2 separate regions of the Mus musculus genome follow, and region 1 is linked to region 2. A link is a contact called in public HiChIP or PLAC-seq data. All regions are on one chromosome and are shown on one strand. Each heading gives the region's core, a stretch centred on a gene start, on an enhancer-like site or on the middle of the called end of the contact. The rest is flanking DNA. Distances are from core to core; before and after follow the strand shown. Region 1 holds the start of 4930461G14Rik (RIKEN cDNA 4930461G14 gene). Region 2 holds the start of Clk3 (CDC-like kinase 3).

The links. HiChIP or PLAC-seq counts read pairs in DNA pulled down with a chosen protein or histone mark.
Region 1: a FOXA1 HiChIP or PLAC-seq map of pancreatic cancer cells shows a contact between it and region 2. The contact joins the promoter of 4930461G14Rik here to the promoter of Clk3 in region 2. A contact is called at or near these places in 2 of 115 datasets of contacts at active chromatin or transcription factors (embryonic stem cells and pancreatic cancer cells).

The regions. Positions count from the first base shown.
Region 1 is chr9:58,451,518-58,456,610 of GRCm38.p6, forward strand. 4930461G14Rik (RIKEN cDNA 4930461G14 gene) reads left to right here and starts at 3,656. Exons shown (of 3, transcript NR_040736.1): 1 at 3,656-3,839.
Region 2 is chr9:57,763,492-57,768,332 of GRCm38.p6, forward strand. It overlaps Clk3 (CDC-like kinase 3), which reads right to left and starts at 1,623. Exons shown (of 13, transcript NM_007713.5): 1 at 1,583-1,623. It overlaps Gm32510 (a long non-coding RNA gene), which reads left to right and starts at 3,959. Exons shown (of 3, transcript XR_870786.2): 1 at 3,959-4,049; 2 at 4,366-4,512.

The DNA of each region.
Region 1 (5,093 bases), core at 2,406-4,905, 690 kb after region 2:
TCCTAGTCATGTACTGAGCCTGGATCCTAGTTTCTTGCTGAGCCCTAGTTGCCTGTTGAGCCTGATCCTAGCCACACATGGAGGAAACATAGTCACACCTGAACTTGATCTTGATCATATCTAGCCCTGACCCTGGCCACACACTGAGCCTGATCATGATCATAAACTGAGCCCTGATCTTGACCACACCCTAAGCCCTGACACTGGTCACAGAATGAGCCCCAACTCCGCTCATAGTGTGAAGCCTAATGAAGTCTACATTCAAAATCAAGTCATGGCAATACCACCACTTGTTAACCAAAGAGTTGTGTTGGCTTTCTGAGATAAGCTTAGACCATGACTTCTCCAGGAAAGATGTGGAAAGTTTAGATCATCGTGAGATGCTAAGCAGGGCCCATTCAGAGTTTGGATGGAGGCCCAGAATCCATAGGTGCCTCCTCTAGCAGCCAAGCCAGTGCTGAGAACACAGGCCCTGGGAATCAAGAGGGCATAGCCAGGTTGAGGGTTCTGGTGAGGCTTTTGGCACAGCACAGGAACAGGCAGAGAAAGCTGTATCTACCTGCCAATCTGCAGCTCCACCCACCAGACACCCCATTGGGTCAGAAGAAAGGCAGAGCTGGCCCCAAGGGTTCTTTCCTGGGAGTGCAGGGCATAGGTGGGGAGTAAGGTGGCCTGTTCTACTGACTATGGGGCTAAGTCCCTTCCCAGGAGAATCTGTCACCTTCAGGAATTGTTTGCTTTCTCCAGCCATGGCTTCCACTGTTGCCCCAAGGTAGGGGTAGCTCTTGGTGTGCAGAAGTGACATCTTGGTTCTAGAGAGGGCAAGAAGCCCAGCCAAGGGTCCCAACATACTTCTCCAGGAAGCATTCTTATTCTTTTGGTCCGTTGACAGCTGTCTTCTTCCTCTGGCAAGTAAGACTCTGGGCTTCACCATGAGCCAGGCTATATTCTGTGTATTCAGCCAGGAAAATAAATAGATGCTGGGGAAGTGGATGGGGCAGATGAATCAACCAAAGTATTTACTCCTGGCTTGCTGCATGGGTAGGGCTTACATCAAGATATCAGATCCATGCAAACGGTTTCTCCATCTTCCCCAGTGACCTGGCCTCAGTTTTCCTATCTATATTCACTGCAGAAGTCAGGTTCACCTCCCTGGACTGTGCTAAATTGTTAAATCGCTGTGTGTCTTTGGGAAAAGAATGTCCATTTCTTACAGGTTTCTCGTGGGGAATTGAGGTAGCATCGTGTCTGCCTCAATTGTTTGTTTCAAGGGTTCCAATGAAGAACATCATGTAAGTGAGAAGACGATCCAGAGGGCCTGCCACTTAGTGAACAGTCAGTTTAGCAGAAACCTGGTTCTTGCATTCTGCCTACCACCTTCTTTAGGCTCAACTGGCAAGAGCTGGTTGGGGAGGGGCTGGCTTAGTGGGTAAAGCACTTGTGTGAACTTGAGTTCTAATCCCCACATCCATCTAAATGCTGGGTAGGAAGTTAGCACACCTATTTAAGCCCAGTCCTCTAAGGGGTGTTGGGAAGCAGATGGAGGCTCCCCAAAGCAAGATGGGAAGCTAAACTAATCAAATCCGCAAGCTCTGGGTACAAATGAGAGACCTTGCCTCAATGTATGAGGTAGATGGCGAATGGTCAAAACCCCCAATGTCAACCCCTAGCTTCAACACACCTTTACCTGAACACATAAATGCGCGCACACACACACCAAACAGGCATGCATGCCACATATACATATATGTGTGAAAATAAAAATGTAAATATAAAAGAGTAGGGTGGTGCTGTCCCTGCCTGGCCCAGAGGACCTTAAAGCCCCACCCCTTGTCCCATATGAGTCTGGGATGCCTCCTCAGCCCCTGCTCCTCCCCTGGAAACTCCTTCAGCACCTTTCCTGCTCTGCCTTCACTCTCACAATTTCTGGTTTAATGTGCACAATACAATTACGGCAAAATGAGCTTCCCATCAAACCCCAATGACTTCCTTCCCTCAGCCTACCCCAGCACCACCAGCCGGGTAGTGCTTCCTCCTCTTAGGCTATGGAGATAAATTCCAGGACATGACTTCCTGAATAAGTATCCCTCTCCCCCCACCTCCCAGAACCCTACACATAACCGCTCCAGAGCCAGGGTGGGCTTTTATAGGACAGGAGTCAGGTCAGAGCTGAACAAAAGAGGAGTACCCCAGCCTGGAGCTTGCTTAGCTCACTGTCTCTACAAGGCTCTTCTCTAGTCTCTACTAAGTCCAGGATGGGGTGGAAAATTCAAGAAGGAGTTGAGAGAGTGTGCAACCTAGCCATTGCCAAGGTGGAGGGGGAAGTCCATTCAGAAGTCATCTGAGGAGTATTAGATTTTAGGCAGAAAGAGAAGAGAGGGAGGAGGAGAGGCTGAGTCACACTGTCCTGTAGGGTAGAGCCTTATCAGTGCTGCAGATGCCACTGGGGGACAGAGTCTGAGAGAGTTTCCATCTCATCAGCCAAGGAACATGTCTCCTTTTGAAGGTGTCTGGGGGTGGAAGGTCTTGCATCTCAAGGAAGCAGGCTTAGTTAATATGTCTGGGCTTCGTAGCAGAGGTGGGGGAGCAGGGCATTTGTGACTGAGGCTTCACGGGGAAGATCACTCTCCCATGATGCTTGGCTAATGTGTGACTCATGTGAACTGACGATAGTCTGGCTGCCTTTGATCTGAGCTGGGATGTGGCTTAGAGCCTGATTACCTAGAGGTCTGGCTGCTCTTGAATAGAAGTATACATGCTCTCTCCAAAACCACGCAGCCCCCCAAAGGCAGGAGGCAGTGACCCACCAGCCACATTCCCCATACCTTGGTAGGAGACGGGTGTCAAATGCAATGCTGGTACCCTGCCTATCTAGGCTGAAGTCACTTTTGAGTCAAGTTTTCCTTGGCCTTAGTCAAGGCCCTGAGGTACAAAGTGACCTGTCTTAGGACGCTCTGGAGGAGACACTGCCAGCACAGATGGGAGAGTGAAGCCAAGGTGTGGAGCTTCATGATGCCAAGAGCTCATGACACTTTTGCTTCAGTGCCCCCTTCAGTGCCCAGAGCCTTCTCCACTGGAACCATCCCTTTTAGTCAATGGCTCATCCTGGAAACATTCTCGAAGCTGATTACCAGGCCCAATAATGTAAGACTCTGGTGAGAGATTTCCCCCCCACACACACCTTTGCCCCCAACACACACACAGTGAACAACGCTGAGCCGGGAATCGTTGCAAAAACAAGAGGAATTTTATTGTTCCAGCATGCTGGGGTCACCCTGCACAAGAAGAAGAGAGAACAAGGACTCTGCACAGCCCATTCGGTAAGTTTTTATACAGTTTTCAGAGCCGCAGCCATTGCGCACATTGTGATTGGCAGAACAGTGCGACTTTTAAACTGATTGGTCTTTAGGGAATGAGGTGGCAAGGACTTCCCTTGTCTATAGGTGGCCAATGGTCACAGAATGTGTCTATGTGCTCAGGACTTCCCATACCCGCAAGTGGCTGATGGTTGGTTCCTCCCTCCCCCCACCTTGTCTGAGGAATGTAATTAGCCCCTCCCTTCCGGAGGGGGTGGTGCCTAAGTCCTCTATGACCTTTCTCTTCCAGGAGAGGAGATGGAATTTTCCAAAGTTCCTGAGTTGACCTCTTCAGTGCCAGGCATTGGCATTGTGGAGATGAACTAGGCAGGTACTCTCCCTCAAGTACTTCCCAGCCCAGAAGGGGACAGGACCACACCTGAGGACTATCCTAAAGATCTGAACAGTGGAGACAGAATGAAGAGAGCTTGCTTGGACAGCTTTATGTAGCAGAGCTGGTACAAGTGACTTAGGCCTTGAAGGGTGAGTAGTTCATTGAGTTAAAACAGGTATTGTCCAGGTCTGGATAAAAGGGGAGAGGGCAATGATAAGACAACAGAAAAATGAAATGGGGCTTCAGTGGGGGAATATTTACAGGCCCAGAAACCCCAAACTGATGATCATAGGGTGATGTGACCTATGATCAAGGCCTATGTCCTACAGGTGTAGCCCTATACAACATCTGACTTTGGAGCCTGGCACCACAGTGGCAAGGTCTGGAGCACTTTGCCTTACTTTCTGGGCCTCACTGCTGCAGACGGAACAATGACGGACCCAGTGCTCTGAGCACACTCCCAAACACCCTGACTGGAGAGTAGGTGTGTGAATGGCAGCTATCACTGTCACGTGAATTATTACATTGATTTAGAAGGATCTGTTCAGTTCATAAACCCCAAATAATGGAGCCCAGCCAGTCATGAGACTTGCAGAACTATAGAGTCACTGGGGTAGAGCTGGTGCTGGTACTGGAGGCCGTGCTAAAAATGATCCCCGAGGTCTTAGTCCTGGCAGAGGAGAAACGCAGCAGGCTGGGCTGGGTAACTGTGTTGGCAATTTCCCCTTCAAAACCACCTGAACTGGAGCCCCATTCATTAGCATGAGAATGGCGCGCCGGCTGGGATCTGAGGGTCCAAAGGTATTTGTATTCGAAAGAGCTTCCTCTGTTCTTGGCTCAAAGTCACTGCGGCCTGAGCTGCGAGGCTGGGCGGGGATCCAACACACACTGCGGGTAGCCTGGGAAAGAGGGGAGTCCTACCCAAGTGGTTGCTCCGAGCCTCGGGACCACACTCAGAAATGCAGCCCAGAACACCTTCCCCATCCCAGCCCACCCGGAGCCATCCCTGTATTTGGGAAGCTCTCTTGTAAGTTCTTGAAATGTCTCCCCACCCCTCCAGCCTTTATTTCTTTTTAAATCCTGTGTGGAAGAAGGCAGGGGTTTGAGACCTGTGTGCCTCTCACAAAGGAACCTAGAGTTTTCAAAGGTGGAGAAGCACTGCCCAACGGGATTAGTAATAGTAACCATCATTACAGCTAGTGGTTGGGAGCTGCCCCTTGCCAGGCATCATGTTAGGAATTTTACATACATTATCCTCGGTGTGGCTCTCTTTTTAAAATTCATGCCACAATCCTGAGATGTGGTTTCAAGCCTCACTTTACTGATCAGGAAACTATGATGTGGAGGATAGTGTTAGCTTACCCAGGATTAAGAAAATAAATTTCCTATCTGGAGTATGGGCT
Region 2 (4,841 bases), core at 373-2,872:
CTTTAAGCTTCAGCCTCCTCTTGAAACAAGGGAACAATAATCTCTTACAGGCTCCATAGGAATTAAATGTCTGCCCTATAAAGTCAAAAGCCTAGCACAGGTTTGGGCCACAAGAAGTACTAAAGACAGCCTTTCATTAGCACTGAGAAGGTTCCGGCTAACACTCAGGGCTATGTTGAATGCCTTAATTTATAATTCCTTCCAAGGGACCGGGTAGGAAGTTTTGGCAGGAAACCTTGAACTCGATCCCAGTGTTGCCACTTACTGGCCCTGTGGCCTTATACAAGTCACTCTAGACCTAAATTGTCATGCCTGAAAAATGAAGATAACACCTCTCATACTGGCAAAGATGGCCCAATATTTTGGCCATGAAGTACCACACATAGGCAGTAATGGAGATAATCTCCCTTGCAACGCATCCCAGGCAGGTGAAAAATGGGAGCTACCAGGTGGCCCATGTCCTCCTCCCAGCCAGGTCGTTTGAGCCTATTTCTCACAAATTCTCCGATTCCATGAGTCCTCGGCAAAGAAGCTTTTTAAAACGTAAAGGCCACAATTATGCTTTGGGAGGCTCTGCTCTGAACAATGAAGAAAAAGGCAATGTGACCAATGAGACCAAGTTACTGGATGCCAATTTTTCTATGAGCACAGGCCTCTCTGGCTTCTCATTTGCTGTTCCTGGCTAGAGAACCGGGCTAACAAGAAGAGCAGCCAGCCAGGTCAGCGGCTGCCCTCCCGGATTCCTGCCACCCAAGCGACCCATGGTTATTTTTGGCTGGCAGTGCCCCACCACTGCAACCTCAAACCTGCCACCTCGCAATCTGCGGCTGCCACCGGGCAAAAACGCTCCTCCTTTTCAAGGGCACGGAGGAGGGAAACTGGAAGGCCGCCAACTCCGCCTTGATGGGGGCTAGACTCTGGCAATTCCCACCCAAGCATCAGGGCACCCGCACCCGGAACTAAAGCATAGAGGCTCCCGACCGGACCGAGGAGCAGCCTGGACATTTGTACTCCTGGCTTGGTCTGGCCCATTCTCCGGGATGGAGCGGTTCCATCATAACAAAACACGGAGGGGGCCGGCGGCCCGCACTCGAGTCCCTTCCTTCTGCCCGAATCCCAGGGATCTCAGAGCCCCGTTCCCCGTAACCGCCAAGGGAAGACCCGGCGACCAAAGGGATGGCCAGCCTGGGCCAGAATCAAACTCCAGGCGGCGCGCGAAGGAGATCTGCGGGCTAAGCCTCGAGCTCGGGGCAGGGAAAGCCTTTCCAGGATAGCCTAGGTCGGACGCGACCCAGCCAGCGGGCCGGCGCGGGACCCAAAGGGAAGCCTCCCAGCCGGCTCCGAGGCCGCTGGAGCTCCGCCTCCAACACCGCGGGAACCAGAAAAGGGGTCTGCAGTGACCGCCCTCAGGGAGAGAAGCGGCGGGTCAGGGGTGAGAGGTCGGGACCGCGGCCTGACGTGGGCCGAAGAGGGAAATAGGTCCAAGCCGAGACCCGACCGGGTGGCACGGTACCCGTACCGGCGTGGCCGTCCCCACCGACTCACCCCAGCTGCCCGGCCACGGGCTCGGGCCCACACTCACCGTCTCCCAGGCTCCGGCTGCGGCTAGGCCCCACTCCCCACTCCGAGCGCCTCTTCCGCTTCCGGCTCTGGCCTCCGCCCGTGGCAGCACCGCCCCCTCGCGTGACGCAGCCGTCGGCGGCCCGGGCTCGACCCGGCCCAGAGGCCTGACCGCTCTAGCCCCGAACTCGCAGACTCTGGGGGACTGGCCTGCCCCGCCAGGGTCCGGGCGACATCGGTGGAGGTCTCTTCCCGGAGGTCCCGGGAGCAGCCTCGGGCCGCGGCCTGCCCCTCTCCGTGTGGTGCTGCACGTAGGCCCCCGAGGCCGCATCGGTGCGCGACCACGGTCTGAGGACGGCTCTGGGCCTAAAGGAGGAACCCACCGGACTGCCAGGCTGGGGCCGCTTCCCCGCCGCGGCCCAGCTGTGCTCGCCAGCCTCTTCCTGCGCGCGGAGAGGACCGGCATTGTTCTCCCGGGGCCCGGGAGGGCGCTAGAGACGAAGGCGGTCGGTGCGCCCGGGCAGAGGAAGGCGGGCGCGACTCCGCTTGCGCGCAAGAAGCAAACGACACATTCTGCTCTCGGCTTGTGCGGGTTTTTTGAAAGTCCTGGTGCCACGCCCCAGCTGGCTCGAGCGAGCAGTCTCCGGGAAGATCCCCGCGAGCCTCGGCGGTGGGGTCTGACGGAGAAATCGTCCCCTTCCCTTGAACACCTCAGAGCGTCTTGCTGTCAGTCTTGCTAGGAAACCCGCGCCACACAAAAGCCCCGAGCCGCGCCGCGCTCCCGCTCTGCCACTCGAGTCACTCAGCCCGTCCTTTCGCTGCGGCATCGGGCGTGAGGCACCCAGTCTAGACCCCTCCCACCTACTGTCCAACGCTTTGTCGTGGCAGGATCATGAGGTCTTATTTTTTTTTTTTTCAGAAGAGAATACAAGTCGCGGTCCTTTGGTTGGGCCTCGCTTTGACAGCGTCCCCGCCCCCGCGCGTCGCGCAGCCAAGCGGGCGGGTGCCGCGCCTAATTGCCCCACGCCACGCGAGGTCCGCGAGGCTGCGGCGGCCGGCCAGGGCGGGGCATAGCTTTAGGATCTTGCTGACTCAACGCGGACAGCCAGGGTTTCCCAGGTGTCCCCTCCCCGTACGGGATGCGCGCCCACCAGGTGCTGTGGCTCCCTAGGCCCCCCTGCAGTGATGAAACTGCCTTTAGAGAGCTTTGCCTCTGGTTCTGACGTAATGGCCCGGCATCTTCATCACCAACCAAGTAAAAGCGGTTGAGTTAAAAAGCTGGGTGATTATGTTTTGCAAACTCAAACTGACTCATAGTCACCTTCCAACCCCACAGACATTCAACAGCCATTTCAACTGCTTCTGCCCGAGTCCTGCCCCATTGGTTTCCAGCCTAGAAGCCAAAGATTGAAATATCCAGGCGTCAGAAGATGCAGCTCCCACCTGAGGCCAGGCCCACACTGATAGAATTTCCTTCGTTCACAGGTTTCTGTGGTGTCGTCACCTCCTACCAATGCTGCCCAGCCATGTTTCCATGGCTACGGGAAAATAGCATCCTCCAGTTTAAGGCCGACATCCTCAAAAAGTTCCCATCTCCTGCCCTACCCCAAGTGTCAGAAATGAGATAATTTAGACCGTCTTCCTGCCTACCATCCTAACAGGAAAAATCAGGGCCATCTGCCTACAGCCCCCACTCTCTCTACAGAGAGGACTTCTTGCTGACAGCTGATATAGGAGCTGTCTCCTAGCCCTGTCCTCTCCAGAGGCTGCAGCTTGGCCTTCCTCCTGGATGGTCTCCCATTAGACCTTCGTCCTCTTGTCTCTCTTCATAAAACCTAGCAGAAGAAAAGAACTGGTTCTGAAGTAAAGTTAGGTTGATGAACGTCTCCCGGCATACACATCTCATCTCTGTGGTACTCTGTTGAGAGGAACCTTGGAACCGCTCCTCCACCCCTTGCTCAGCCCTGCGCTCCCCCAGAAGGAGACTTGCTGCTTACCCACTGCTCCAAAGCACCAGCTTCCACCAGCCTGTGCCCTGGGCCTGTCAAGCCTTTTCTGTGTGCCTGGTCTGTAGCTTGACTCCAGGGCACCAAGGTGATGTCCCGTTCTGCTTGTACTCAACTCCTACAGCTTCTATTTCTCTCTACCTTTCTTTTCCCCTCCCAGGTTCGTGGGCCCCAGTGCTCTCTCTTCTGTCTGCCCTTGAATTCTCCTCTGCTATATCTAGCTTTGTCCTGCCTGGAATGAATTGATGTACATTTGAGCCTCAGCTCTAAAGTCACCTCCCTGGAAAGTATCTTGGGAGAGGTCAGGTTCTTCTCTGTGCTGTGATGCCACTCTCTTGGCTCTCACCCAATACTCTGCACTTGATCTTAGCCAAAAGGCCGAGAAGCGATCACCCAATACTCTGGAAGTTCAACACAGCTTTGCTTCCCAAATCGGGCAAGAAACACCCTAACTCTGGAAGTCTCGCTTCCTCTTGGGCCTAGGTAGGGTGGACTTGTGGATGTTATGCCAGAGTGTAGGATCAGTCCTCACAGCCTGTTTTAGAGTGAACTTGGGTGATGCTGATGTAGGAAGACAAGGAGGGGCTTTGGGCCTGGAGTGGAGAGAGTCAATCTGCTTAAAGGGGGAGGGGCCTGCTGGAAGGTGGTGCCAACCTAAGAGGGACAAAGTTCTGGGAATATAAGATATGTAGGTGAGCACGGGGTCCCCAATGGAGGAGTTAGAGAAAGGAATAAAGGAGCTGAAGGGGTTTGCAACCCCATAGGAAGAACAACAATATCAACCAACTATATCCCCCAGAGCTCCCAGGGACTAAGCCACCAACCAAAGAGGATCTTTGCTCCTGCTCCTTCGCCTGCTTGCTACGTGAGACTGAGTAACTGCTAGATCCTTGGACTTCCATTCACAGCTGCGACTGAACAATTGTTGGGAATTGAGCTGCCGACTGTAAGTCATCAATAAATTCCTTTACTATCTAGAGACTATCCATAAGTTCTGTGACTCTAGAGAACCCTGACTAATACAGAAGTGGTCCAATGTAGTCAACCTGCCACCAGGTTGCTGGCTGGTCACCTCGAGGAATGGTGCCATATCTGGGGCTCAGTGTTGGTTTCTGCTGTTGGCAGATCTGGCAATCAGCAGCAGCTGTAGCCAGGTCAGCCTTGGTGAGTGGAAGCCCATGTTGCTGAGCCCAAGCATAACCTCCATCTCGACCACCATGGCCACTTTGTTCATGTGCCCATTGAGCAATGACAGGGATGGCTGGGGAGAGAGGC